Linked DNA regions of Mus musculus: region 2 is linked to region 1. The links are chromatin contacts, called in public Hi-C maps. All regions are on one chromosome and are shown on one strand. The core of a region is the stretch at or near the end of the contact, and the rest is flanking DNA. Distances in the headings are between cores, read along the strand shown.

Region 1 (6,549 bases), core at 1,621-4,120:
GGCTGCTTAGGAAATGCCTGGCTTTGGACATAGTAGTTCCCTTTAGTGGAGTGAAGTGGCAAGGAAGGAAGTCTTAGCCACAAAGCCTTACTGGCTGCTACTGGGAATCTGAGAACTTCGGTCTTGAATAGATCAGGTTTGGGTGGTTGCCAGCATCCAATACAGTTAGTGATTTATTCTTCTAAAACAACAGTTTTTTTCCCTGTAAGTACTAGGTTTTTAGAATAAATTGGTTAAAAACCAAGGATAAAATTTATGGATGACTTCTTTCAAATTTTGTGTGCAGTTCAACATTGTGATTAACAATACACTAATGAATTGTATTATGAACTGTTTATTCTAACTCTGCTCAGCTAGCATCGTGTTTCATCACAGAATATTTCAATATGCTCTGCTCTTTAAACAGTAACATGCTAGCATGCGGGCTAATTTTTGCAGAATACATTGTTTGCTTTCATCAACAACATAAGAAAAATTTACCATGACTAGATTGATATTTAATTCAGACATTTCTAATTTCATAGAGCAGGTCTCTGCACTTTGTAGGAGTTCAACATAACCTGCAGACACCTTACCCCCTTACCACGATTATTTTTAAGTTTGGAATAAAGGATGAGTATATTCTCATGTTTTTTAAAGGGTGTGCTCAGACCTTATATGTAGCCATGACTTTGAACTCATGACACTCCTTACTGCATCTTCTAAATGCTGGAAATGCAAGCAGGAACCACCATAATTGATGGTCTTGTGCTATTTTAAATTTTGACTCTTTTTAGACATTTCTATTATTCAGCCTAACCAATAATTTATTGTCTAATTAAAAAATTTTTTTGACTCAGAATGATATAACACTGTATAAGTGAACAGGAAAATTGAATTTTATCTGAGAGGGGACTGACTTCTAAATCTCTGTGTCCCACTGTCCCTCTGTCCCTCTGTCTTTCTGTCTTTGTGTCTCTGTCTCTGTCTTTCTCAACAGGGAAACCAGAACTCTTTCACCCAGGCTGGCCTCAGAGTTCTGACCCTACTCTTACCTTATTGCCATGGTTACAGTCATACACTACCTCTTGTGGTCTCCATTTTCCTCAAATTGAACAAATTAAATCTGAGGTTTTAAGCTTCTGAAGAAAATATATTTAAAACAAATCAAAGCATTTTATGAAAATAACAGGTTGGAAAAAATTTATGCAAGAGCCTTATGAATGCATTGGTTTGGCCAATGTGTGATACAATTATCACACATTTTTTATGAATATTGGTTTGAATAAATCTGTATTTATGTAAAAGACTATAAGTCATTAAAGTTGTGTTAATGAAATATCTAGAAAATAAGAAAGTGAGTTAACCTGATTGGATGACATATCTGTTTCAATCTAGTTAGTATATATTTAGGAGGCCCTGATTAGTTTGTAGTTGATTGATAGCAAATGATTTTGATCTCAGACTTAAAGGTTAACACTGTCATTAATGACTTCACCATTCTCTTTCCTCCTTTACATCACAAAGATCTTATTACTGTAACAGTACACCTGATAATTAACTTAAGAATTAAAAAGGCTTTGGGTTACAGTTAGGAAGGTTTCTTTTGACATCATGTCCTTGTGTCTGTGGGAGTCAGCACATCACAGCGGGGAGTGCATGATGGAGCCGTGCCATCCACCTCTAGGTTGACATGAAGTTGCACAGAAAGGTGAAAGGCTCCTATGCTAGTATCCACTTCAAAGTCCTCAGCTCGTTCCCTCCTCCCAGTTCTCACCTCTCAAGGTTTCTGCTGCCACTTTTCAATGATGTCATGTGTTGGGGACCAAGATTTTAATCCACCAGCCTTTGGGAGACATTCAAGATCCAAACTGTTGTGTTTACTGAGCTTAATCTTTCTCCCTAGTACATATTATCACCCAGTTCTCTTTGTTCACATGTGTTTGCTCATTGCATTTACTCAGTAGAACAGAAGCTCAGTGAAGGCAGAGATTCTTTTGTAGTAATATTTTAAAGTTTACTTTATTTGTAATTATATGTGTATGTGTGTATGGAGGGCAGGTTACTCATGGAATACAAAAGAAAACATTGGATCCCTTGGAATTCGAATTACAGGTGGTAGGGAACTGCCCTAAGTGGGGGCTAAAATGTCAGCCATTTTACAAGGTCAGTGTGGTTTTAACCCCTTGTGTTAAATTTTCTTTACTCAGTTCCTAGAAGGTAAAAATATGTCTGGTTTGTAGCAGGCTCTCAAGAAATTTTGGCTTAATAAATAAATAATAAATAAGAATAAAGCAATGAGGAAGAAACAGAATTGTTGATTTCTTGATGCAAGTGAGAGTCTACCTGAGAGCCTACTGATAATCTAATATAAACGATTTAATTTACAAAGAAACTTAGAAACATTAAAGCTACTTCTTTTTCAGGGAAGGTTCTGCGATTGAAAGTTGTTGAAAGAGATCCTGGGCAGGATAAACATTTGAGTATTGTTTTAGCACTATAAGCATATTCTAAATTTGGATCACCCTTGCTCCCAGTGAGTCCTGTTCTTTGTCTCCTGGTCTCCTTGTCAGCATTTTCATCCTTCCCAGCACACATGTGCCAATTAAAAAGCTCATCTCCTCTTTGGGGCTGAGTCTGGTATGGTTTTTCAGCCAGCCCACATTCACAGTGGAAGATTACTTTCATTCTTGGGGAGGGTGACACGGGCATGAGAGGCTCAGTATTCAGATGAAAGGGCCACTTTGGTATTATTTAACTGTGTTTTGGCAAGACTCTGGTCAGTGTCTGGTTTCTCTTTGGAGCCATTTTGCATTATATTACAGTACTCTGACTGTGCTATGCCAAGGAAATTAAGATCAGCTGGAACACTCAGTTGGTCATTGGCTTGGACTCTTAGGGCACTGGGAACTTGATGACCTCATTTAGGCTGAACCTGCCTTTGTCCCCAAAGCATAAGGGCTCCTTTTACAAAACCACGTCTGCAACTTGGGAAAGATACGAGCAAGGTTCAGAGAAAAATGACTTAATAGTGGAAGATATTTGGGTCAACATTGAGTGTGGAGTGCAGAATACGTGCTGACAATTTAATTGAGAAAGATGAAGAGGAGGCACCAAATCCCTTCAACATGACCTTAGCCACCAAGTCCTGTGATCTTGGAGGATCATTTGAAGATTGGTTTGTAAGTGCGTGTGCATTTGTATATGAGATCAGATGTTGATTCTGGGTGTTTTCCTCAATCCTTCCTATCTTACTGCTTTTGAGATAGGATCTCTTATGGAGCCTAGAGCTTTCTGATTAAACCAGGTTAGGTGGCCATTGAGCCCCAGGAATCTTCCTGTCTCCAATGCTTGGATTTGAGGTGTGTGCTGCTGCTAGCTACAGCTTTTTTTATGTGGGTTCCTTGGAGTCAAACTCAGGTCCTGAAACTTTCCGCTCAGGCACTTAGCTAACTGAGCTGTCTCCTTAGCTCTGAAATGCATGGTTTAAAGAAAACTAAAAGAAAGAAATGTTTATGGTGCCAGCAACTGGTATGGGTTTTATGTTCTGTCAGTCTGAGAAAATTTGAGAGAACATCCTTCATTAGGACTTGTGAAGGGCCCTGTGTGCTCACGTGAGACACTTGAGGGAGGGTTGTCACATGAGAAAAAGCTGCATGGTAACCATGGAGAAGTCTTTGGTGATGATGCAGAGTTTTGAAGATGAGAAATCACTGTATAGCCCTGGCTGGCCTGAACTCACAGAGATCTGTTTGCTGTTTCCTCCCAAATGCTGGAATTAAAGGCATGCACTTACTACACATGGCCTGGATTATTAAATTCATTTTAATTAAAAATATGAAGAAGAAATTTTTTATTTGGGGATGTATTTGAGAAAACAACAGTTAACGTGGATTTTCAAGCACAAATTAAGTAGCTTAGTAATATTACTTTCTCTGAGATGCTAAGGGCTGTACAACTAGTCTCTCTTTCACGTTGGGGAGTTCTGGTAGAGACATTTGCAAAGTTCTTTGCTTCCAGTTCTATGAAGGGCCCGTACCTAACCTCCATCTCTTTCTTCCCATTTCTTTTCTGACCAAAGTTCTTCCTCCAGATTTTTGTTTTTTAATTTTATCAATACCTGTATCATTAGTATTGAGGCTATTGGGTTTTGTTGCATTAGAAACATTGTTTTTGCCTTATGTTTACATTGACAGTAAAATGGCTCTCAGTAAAGTGAGAGTCACTCATAGCACCTTAGTGGTATACCCTGTTGACAAGTGTAAGCATTATGATGGCCTTTTCTCAGTAATTGTGATTTGGCTGAAGTGGGCTTACATTACAGTGTCTCTTAGGATATAGAATGCTGTCCACTTTTGTACTTTTGTGTGTCTTACCTGAGAACATTAAATTTCTATATCATAAATGTATTTTCATCTAGCCATGCTAACATTTGAATTAGCATGCAAAGGCCTTTAACACATCATTATTCAATTGTTATTTTTCAAAAGAGTACCCTCTCATACTAGCATTACCATACCATATATTAAAGTAATTTGCCTCTCATCTTTTCCCAGAACTTTGAAAACGTTCTTTCATCACCACCACGTTTCCTTATAGAAATAATAATTTTGAAAGCAACTCCAGCTATAACATTTCTTTCTTAGAACCATTTCATGGATCCTTCATCTCTGTCCACATACTCGTGTCAGTGAGGTCCCTAAGATGCTAGGTGGTTGGCCCCATTCTCTAATTCTGTTACTTAGTTCTCTTCTTTGTGAATTATCTATGTTTTTCTATCATGTCATTTTCCCCTTATTTATATCGCATGCTTTGACCACACTGAACATCTTTAGTTCTCTACTGCACAACTTTTCTGATAAATAAAGAAAATAAAGAAATTCAACCACACCTTGACACATCGGACAAGGGTCAAGGCTTCTCATAAAGTTGATGCTTTGCCTTCCTGTGTCCCTCTACTCCTTAATCTTTAAATAGCTACTTTGAAGTGCATATCTTTGAAGTGTCAGCTCAGAGTTTTCTCTTTCCTTGATAGACTATTCTGAGCTACTGTGTTTGGAGACAATCTACCTGGTCAATTTCACAGCACTATCATTCTATTTACTTACCACTATCCCATGATCTGGGAAGCATTCCCAGGTTATAGGAGTCATGTTTGCCTTTGACATCAATGCATTTCTGGACACTAACATTGTACCTGGACACTACAGTCTAGGTCCTCTGTAAATACTTGTTGAATAAGCAGGAGGTTCATAAAACTCAACTGTGAGTAGGATTTGTTCCAAGACATCTAATAGAAGGGTATGTGTATATATGTGTGTGTATGTATGCATGTATGTGGAACACATATTGAACTGTCCAGAAGACAGTCTCAGATGTTGTTCTTCTGAACAGCCATGGATGTCCACCTTGTTTCTTAAGGCAGGGCCTCTCATTGGGATCTGAGTCTCTATGATTCAGGTCGGCGTGCTGGCCTGTGAACCTCGGGGATTTGTTTATCATTACCGCATGACACCATTGCTAGGATTACAAGTAAGCATCTCCCCACACTGGGCTTTTTGTTTGTTGTTGTTGTTTATGTGGGCTCTGGGACTCAAAATGCCAGTCTTTATGCATGCCGGCTTTATTGATTTTATTGACTGGGTTAAATCCCTCGCTTCTCACCATGGTATTTTTCCTGTGAAGTATGTATAGTGCTTTTAAGAAACATTAAAAAAAAACATTCATTTTGTTTTTGTTTCTGACAAAAAATGTTAGAAACCTTTCACACTTTTTTGCACTGTGTAGAATTTTGAATGATTTTTTTTTTCACGACCAGAAGAGAAACTGAACCATTTTCAGGTCAGGGTGTATTGTTATTGAATGAGAAGCTGTGCTCTGGATTATTAAATTAAGGTTCATTGACAGATAGTAGTCTGAGATTTAAGTCAGGAAAACATCCTACTCGGTGCCCTAGAGAACCACTAACAAAATAGGAAAGTAGAGAGGACAGAGGCCCCTGGACAGAGCCAGGGCACCTTCAGAGAGAGCTATAATCTAGCAAGGGACCTGTCCTGCTAATCTATGGTAGTCTTTAACCAGCCACAGACAGAATAAGTGCAGGTCTATAGTTATGACTGCAGATAAATACTGTTGTTAAAAGCATAGAAATTAAGAAGTCATTCAGGTACTTAGAGATGAAATTGAATTCCATTTCGAGAAGGATTTGACAGTCCTTCACTTACCAATACCACCAGTCTTCGACAGGTTATTTTATGTGTGATGCTTCATGATGGCAGTAACAAGCACCTGCTTGGAGCCTTTGAGGAGAAGTATACATCCTCACAGAACGCCCTGGGGAGTCGGTGTCTGTAGGCTGAGGCACTAGGAGCTTGAACAAGGACCTGTCAAAAGAGCCCTCTGTTTCTGATGCAACTTGTCTTAGTCCACCTTTGAAGGGATCTTGCTGCAACTCCAGCGCAGGTTTGGAAGAACAGCCCTTCCCTTCCTAGAAGCACTGGACAGTCTACTATCCTCACAGGAAGAAGTGTTTTTTATTTATAGTAAACTGGCTGAAGAGTCTGTAAGTTT
Region 2 (6,499 bases), core at 2,303-4,802, 210 kb before region 1:
GACAATTTTTAGTGCCGTTGCTATGGGCCAAGCATAACAGGACCTAGAGACGCTGTTCTTATTTACAGGGTTAACATTCCTGTTTGAATAGGGACAGGAAAGAGCGTTTGATTTATAAGTCAGATTGGAGGGGTTTGAAAGTGAGGTAATTGTTGAGTCCACACAAGCAGGCAAGCAGCACCTCGTCATTCCTAACTTGTGTCAAGGCTGGAAAGTCTGGATTGTCAGCGGCCTTGGCATTTTGGTGCAGGATTCCTGTTAGCAGAGGAATTGGCCTGTTGACACAAACAACAACAGATTGAAGCGTAAGATAAAATTATGAATGGGTTGTTTGTCCTAGTTCTAAAAACAAGAGACTCGGGGGTAGGAAATTAAGTGTGTCAGGCATGGTTCAGACCTATGATTCCAGCACACTTGTAATCCAGAATTTTCAAGGCCTAGGCAGGGGGATCTGAAGGTCCAGCTACCCTGGACTACATGATGAGACTCTGTCTCAAACAACAAAACCTATATTTCCCAGGCTGCCAAAAATAATCACCTAGAGAACACATCTTTTTCTCTGATAGTTTTGAATTTTTTTTCCTCTCAAAGATGTAAGTGCTGCTGAGTGTTTTGTTTTCTTTACCAAAATGGATGTAAAATTGTAAACTTTTATAGAAATGTTTGTGGTTTTTTTCCCCTTTATCCAAGGATATTTTGACAATATGTTGGCATTTTATAGTCCCCTAAAATAAGATGAATTCCTAAGTCAGACTTTATCTTTAAAATCAACAAGGACAGAACAGTAAACCTTTGAGGGACCTGCAGGGAGGTAAGGAAGGTGTCGAGAGGCAAGGGCATGAGGCTGGCTGTGGGGGATGACATTCATCTGAGTGCATTATATACATGTGTGGAATCATCAGTGAGCAAATTTAATTAAAACAAAACAACAAGTCCTTTGTGAAATGATGACACAAGGGCAGGTGATCCCTCGGAGCCGAGCTTGGAGCATTTAATAATGAGTCACATTCTCTTTATCCAGAGCTTTCAGCCTACTTACAATTCTCTGATGGACCGAGCCAGCACGCTTGGCTCTCTGGCATTTAACAGCATTCGTTTTGGTTTCAAAGGAAACTGGTCCATCCAGAAATCAGATGGCACTTGGCAGGCTGCTGTTGGAGGGTGAGCTTGGGCAGAAGACCAGGTGCTGAGTCTCTCTGCATTGCTTGTTGGCTTGGACACTCTGTGACCAAGTAGAAAAGTCGAGTGGTAGAAGAGTCTAGTACCACAGAATCAAACAGGGAATAAGACTGGCAGGTACCAGGCCTGCGCCGTGTACAGTAAATTTCAAATAGCCACCCACAGTTACTCGAAAGCAGCCCAATGTAATATTGCTATCTTTACTACGGCAACTCACAAGAAACCCAAGAGGGACAGGGACACCCACTTGTCATTTAACTTTCCCAGGAAGTAGAGGATGGGATTTGATGAAGCTTCCTTAGTATCCATTCCAGGTAGATGCCACTTGGCTGGTTCACAGGGAGAGCCATAACCTCTGCCCCGCCCCCTATTAGATTAGGAATGTGCTCTCCAGCTAATGGCCGGACCACCATACTTCAAATCATTCCCCCAGGCCTTTCTGGGAGCCCATTTCCGCCTGCATCTGATGGGAACACCTGAAAGTGCCTTTCTTTGACTTTGGTGAGACGTAGGCAGTGACTGCACGTTGTCTGTGGGGGAGCTGTACTCAGCCACACCTGTATTCGAGGGAAGTAAGAGCTCGCCACCATTGTGACCACAGGTCAAACGCCGGAGAGAACATTCCCTTTTACAAACAGATCTCCCACCTAGCCTAAACAAGACGTTGAAGCATGGTGCCCTGCAAATGCTGTAAAATTGTGCATCAGTCTAGAGTCTGACTTTAGTTGCTACGGATAAGCACAAAGAGTCCCAGGAACTCCTCCGTCTTGGCTCTCTGAGATGATGGCGGTGGGTGCACTGTTTAGTGTTTGTGGGGAGCAGGCACAGTGCTAGTCTTGGGTCATTAAAGCTGTGACTCTTTGTCCACCCTTGATCAAAAACCTTCATTGTGCCAGGTGCAGTGGTGCACACCTGGCATGCTGGCTCCTGAGTGGCTTCAGAAGGAGAATGCAAGCCTCAGGCAAGTCTGGACAGTTACAGAGACGCTGTCTGAGGGGGGATGTGTTGGATGACAGATTGTTGGACTCCTACACACAAGGCCCTGGGTTTACAAACTGCGTTGGAGAGCCTTTATTTGGGGCAAATATGGTTAGATGGGTCTCCTGGTTTTCTTCCTGTTGGCTGTGATAAAACACTCGGACCCAAAGCATCTTAGAGAGGAAATGGTATTTGGCTTATACTTCCAGGTCACAGTCCGTCCTTGAGGAAGTCAAGGCAGGAGCTCTAGAAGGGACTGAAGTCAGTGGAGGAATGCTGCTTACTGGCTCCCTTCCAGGTCTACCTTCTGCTAGCTTTGCTCTACAGATGGTGCTGTCATGGTGGGCTGGACCTTCTGACATCATCAGAGACAGTGCCCCACAGACATGTCCACAGACCAGGCTGACTGAGGCAAATTCAGGGAGATTTCACCTTTCCAGGTGACTCTTGGTTGTGTAGACTTATAGTGAAGGTAATGGCAGTGCATTCTTATATTAACTTGGATTTTAAAGGTGGTTTTATGTTTGTTTTAACAAAAATATGTGCCAGAAATTGAACCCAGGACCTTGTGCATGCTAGGTAACAACTGCCTACCACTGAGTTGTATGTAGTCCTAGACAGTTTTAAGTTGAAAGAAGCTCCCATATACCATATATATATATGTGTATATATATATATATATATATATATATACACACACACACACACACACATACATACATACACACATACACACACACACACACACACACATATATATATACACACACACACACATACATACACACACACACACACACACACACACACACACACACACACATATATAGTCTCCTTCAAAATTTCTTGACCCCATATCTGCTTTTCCATAGTAGATGGTATTGGTCTGTTCTGGTTACACCTAGGCATAAGCTTAGCACTTAAGAGATTTCAAAGAAATAGGATGCTTCTTATAAGCTGACAATAATCAGTGTGTTTTACAAGGTAATTTGCCAAATGGCAGAGACTTTGACAGCTGCAGAGTCAAACCAATATTTTTTTTAAAAAAATTTAAGTAATATAATTTCCCCAAATGATTATTTTTGGAGTTAGACTTCTACATTTAAAAGGTACAAATATAACTCTGGTTATACTGGGCATGGTCTCACACATACTTTTAATTCCAACACTTGGAAGACAGAGGCAGATAGATCTCTTTGAGTTATTATTATATAATGAGTTTTGGGTCAACTAGGGCTACCTAGTGAGAGCCTGTCCCAAGCCCAAAACCAAGCCAAGCCACCACCACCACCACCACCAAAACAACAAAAAAGACAGTGGTGTTGACTTGCCTGGATCTGGTCACAGGAGTGGCCAATGCCTGTTGGCATGTGAGCACTGTGACGTACTCTTCTGGGCTCAGCAGCAGCATCCAGCTGACATCCACTGCTTGTTCCAGAGTTATCTTGAGCTTTTACTGTGCAGAGTCACAAGACCAGGCAGTGGCAGGTCTGAAAGCCAAGCCTCAATGTTCTAGGAATCTATCTGTGTCTTAAGAATTGCTCTATGTTCAGCAAGGCCAGAGTGTAGCAGAAGCAACCTTAAAATGGGGCAAAACACTTTCTAAAATGTTTATTTTTCTTAAATAATTTTTCACTGTAAAATTAACACGCTTAATACAGAATATTGAAAGAATTCATGACTTTAAAAAACAGTTTTGCCCTGTGGAGATAATAATGCAAATAATTGGCATTTTAACATCTCCCTGATGCATTATGATCTTACAAATTTTCATATTTTATGCAACAAAACCCCAGTGGTCCAGTACTCTGGAGAAAGTTGGGTTAAGCAGTTTTCTTCTCTTACTGGGTCCTGGGGATACCGCAATGTGCATTGAGTAGGACCCTGGTGGACGTCCAGTCAGCAACATTTTACAAATTCATTTATCAGAGCACTGGTGTAAACCTTAAAGTCCACAATGTTTCCAAAGTAGCGCACGTAACATTGTAGGTAGAATGCATGCTTCTAGATTGTTTAGTGAGCATTGTATTTTCCGACTACATGTATTGCATTCATGTTTTCTCTAAGTTTATGCTCTAAGTTGTTAGTTAACATTCTTTTTGAAATGTCTGCCTAGCAAGTTCTGGGAGTAGCCTTATGTGGTTTGGTGTTAGGTTTAACCTTTCACCTTTTGAGCCTTTGAACTGTTCCCAGTGAAATCATTAACTGAAAGGTATGTAAGCTTTAGCATCCGGAGAGGACCAATTTCCAAGTCTGGTACTGAGAAGGAACCAACCGCACAGGTTTAATTCCACTGCTAGAAACTGAAAACTAGACAATTGCGCCTTTAGTGTTTGTCATTGGGGTTGTCATTGTCATTGGGGTGAGGTGCCAGATTCTTTGGGGAAAAAGAGGCAGTTAGCCATTGGGTGAACTTGAACTGAGGTCCGACTGCATGCAATTGCCACGGGTCATGGGTATCGCTTCTTCTGTGATGGTTTGCTAGCTTTAGAGATTTTTGAAAGCAGTTCCCTCCCACTGTGCAGTTCAGGCGGGCCTTGGACTTGCCTTTTGCGTACAGGGATTTCAGAGTTGTGCCACCAGCCCTGCTCAGATGTGTGCATTGTATCAGTACAGCTTAGCTCTGGGCTTCTCAGCAGTACTTTGTAGAATGTGAACACCTGACCCTGGGGTATAGGAGCGTGAAAGGGTTGGGACCGCTCAGGCTTTTTTAAAAGGCCAAGAAGCTGGGTCTCTGACTAGGAATGGAGTTGAAAGGGAGAGGGTTCGTTAGAAAAGATGTGGGTTCAGCTTTCTACTCTAATCAACATTTAACGTTTTAACAGTAACATGTATTAGTATTTGCTGAAAACCACCTTTATCAGATACTGGGCTGGGCATTAGCAGGAAGTCCATTGACAATATTACTATAAGACTTGGAAAATATATTCATAGAACAAGATCATGTTGGCCTAGGGGAAAAGGTGAGTCTGTCTTTTAATAATATTACACCTTTGGCTGGCAGATTACTTACAGGGTAGAGTTGCTTGTACTCAGGTATGACAACCTGAGTTCCATCCCTAGACCCCAAGGTGGTAGGAGAGAACCCACATGAGAGAGTTGTCTTCTGACCTTAAGTTGTGCTGTAGTGTGCACATGCCTGCGCTCACACACATACTGACATATATATATATATATATATATATATATATATATATATATACATACATACATACATATACATGTATATGTGTGTATATATATCTTTAAACAACCTCTGAGATCATGCAATACCTGGCTAATATAAGGAACATCCCAAGTATTCGAGATGCAGTTAATCAAATAGTTTTTAATTTTCCCATTGTGAATGTCATCGTGTATCTGGTCTGTAAGGTCTCTGGGCCTTCTGAGACAGTACACAGGAAGGTCCACTGTGTGAATGTATGTATTCTCTTCCTCGCTGGTCAGAATTTTCCAGCTTGGTCTTCAGTGGACTCTGGGAGAGGCGGTATGAAACCTGCCTTTCTTGGCCAGAACTTTTAAAGGCAAGTGTGGAGAAAGCTGTCCTTACCAAGGAGCACGGACTGCAAGGGCTACTAAGGTGCCAAAGGGAAAATTCCTGCAGGGAAGATTTCGTAACCCAGGAGGAGTGAGGATCATTGCCATGGCAGCAAAGGGCAGTTAACTTTGGCACTTAATTCTCCTTGCCAGGCGGGCTGGCTCAGCAGACACGGGCCAAGCTGCCAGTTGGCCAGGCGGCCATGGAGGTTGTTCTTCATCTGAAGACACTTGGGCAAGGCATCTTTAGTGCCTTAAACCTGGGACTGATGTTTGTAGAGCGACAAGACACACAGTAAGCAGTTGACGGAGCGATGCATAGAGAGAAGACTTAAGGAGAGTAATAACTCCTTGGGGACACCTTCATGTAACATGTCTATAGCTGAGCGGTTAACATTTTTGAGTATCTATCATATCATGTGACACATGCAAGATTGGCTTAACCTGCACACTTCCAATCCCCCCCCCCCCATTTTGTTTTTCGACAGGGCCTCCCTCACTGGGCAGGCTGTACCCAGATACGCTAGGCTGTCTGGCCACAGAACCCTGTGTCCACCAAGAGTCCTTGCCACTGTGACAGGCTTTTCACATGGTTTCTGAGGACCAAAGTAAGGTCGCACTGTTCCTAAGGCAGACCCTCCATGGACATGTCCAGGACTAGCTCTCTCCCCAGCCTCAGCTCTCAGTGTTTTTTGCTCAGAAAGTCAGTAGTTGGTATTTGGCTTGGGCTCATGGTTTCTCAAGTGTAAAAGCAGGCTGTTTGGTAGCTCATTAATTCACGGAATGTCATTCTCTGTAAGCACAA

Evidence for each region. Hi-C and Micro-C count contacts between places; a contact is called where the count stands out from the background.
Region 2: a contact with region 1 is called in a Hi-C map of liver, with 2.4 times the contacts expected there. The contact joins two enhancer-like sites. A contact is called at or near these places in 2 of 484 Hi-C or Micro-C datasets (both in liver) and 2 of 115 datasets of contacts at active chromatin or transcription factors (the NIH/3T3 cell line and heart atrium).

What each region holds. Positions count from the first base shown.
Region 1 is chr2:65,003,827-65,010,375 of GRCm38.p6, reverse strand. The region is part of intron 2 of Grb14 (growth factor receptor bound protein 14); the gene reads left to right. Among named protein-coding and RNA genes, the nearest start is that of Grb14, 16 kb to the left of the region's middle. Within about 2 kb of position 2,870, at least 30 of the 459 cell types and tissues checked have an H3K27ac peak or open chromatin away from gene starts, as enhancers often do. A contact at or near this core is called in liver, where this site is marked.
Region 2 is chr2:65,217,829-65,224,327 of GRCm38.p6, reverse strand. The region is part of intron 1 of Cobll1 (Cobl-like 1); the gene reads left to right. Among named protein-coding and RNA genes, the nearest start is that of Gm13594, 13 kb to the left of the region's middle. Within about 2 kb of position 3,552, at least 32 of the 459 cell types and tissues checked have an H3K27ac peak or open chromatin away from gene starts, as enhancers often do. A contact at or near this core is called in liver, where this site is marked.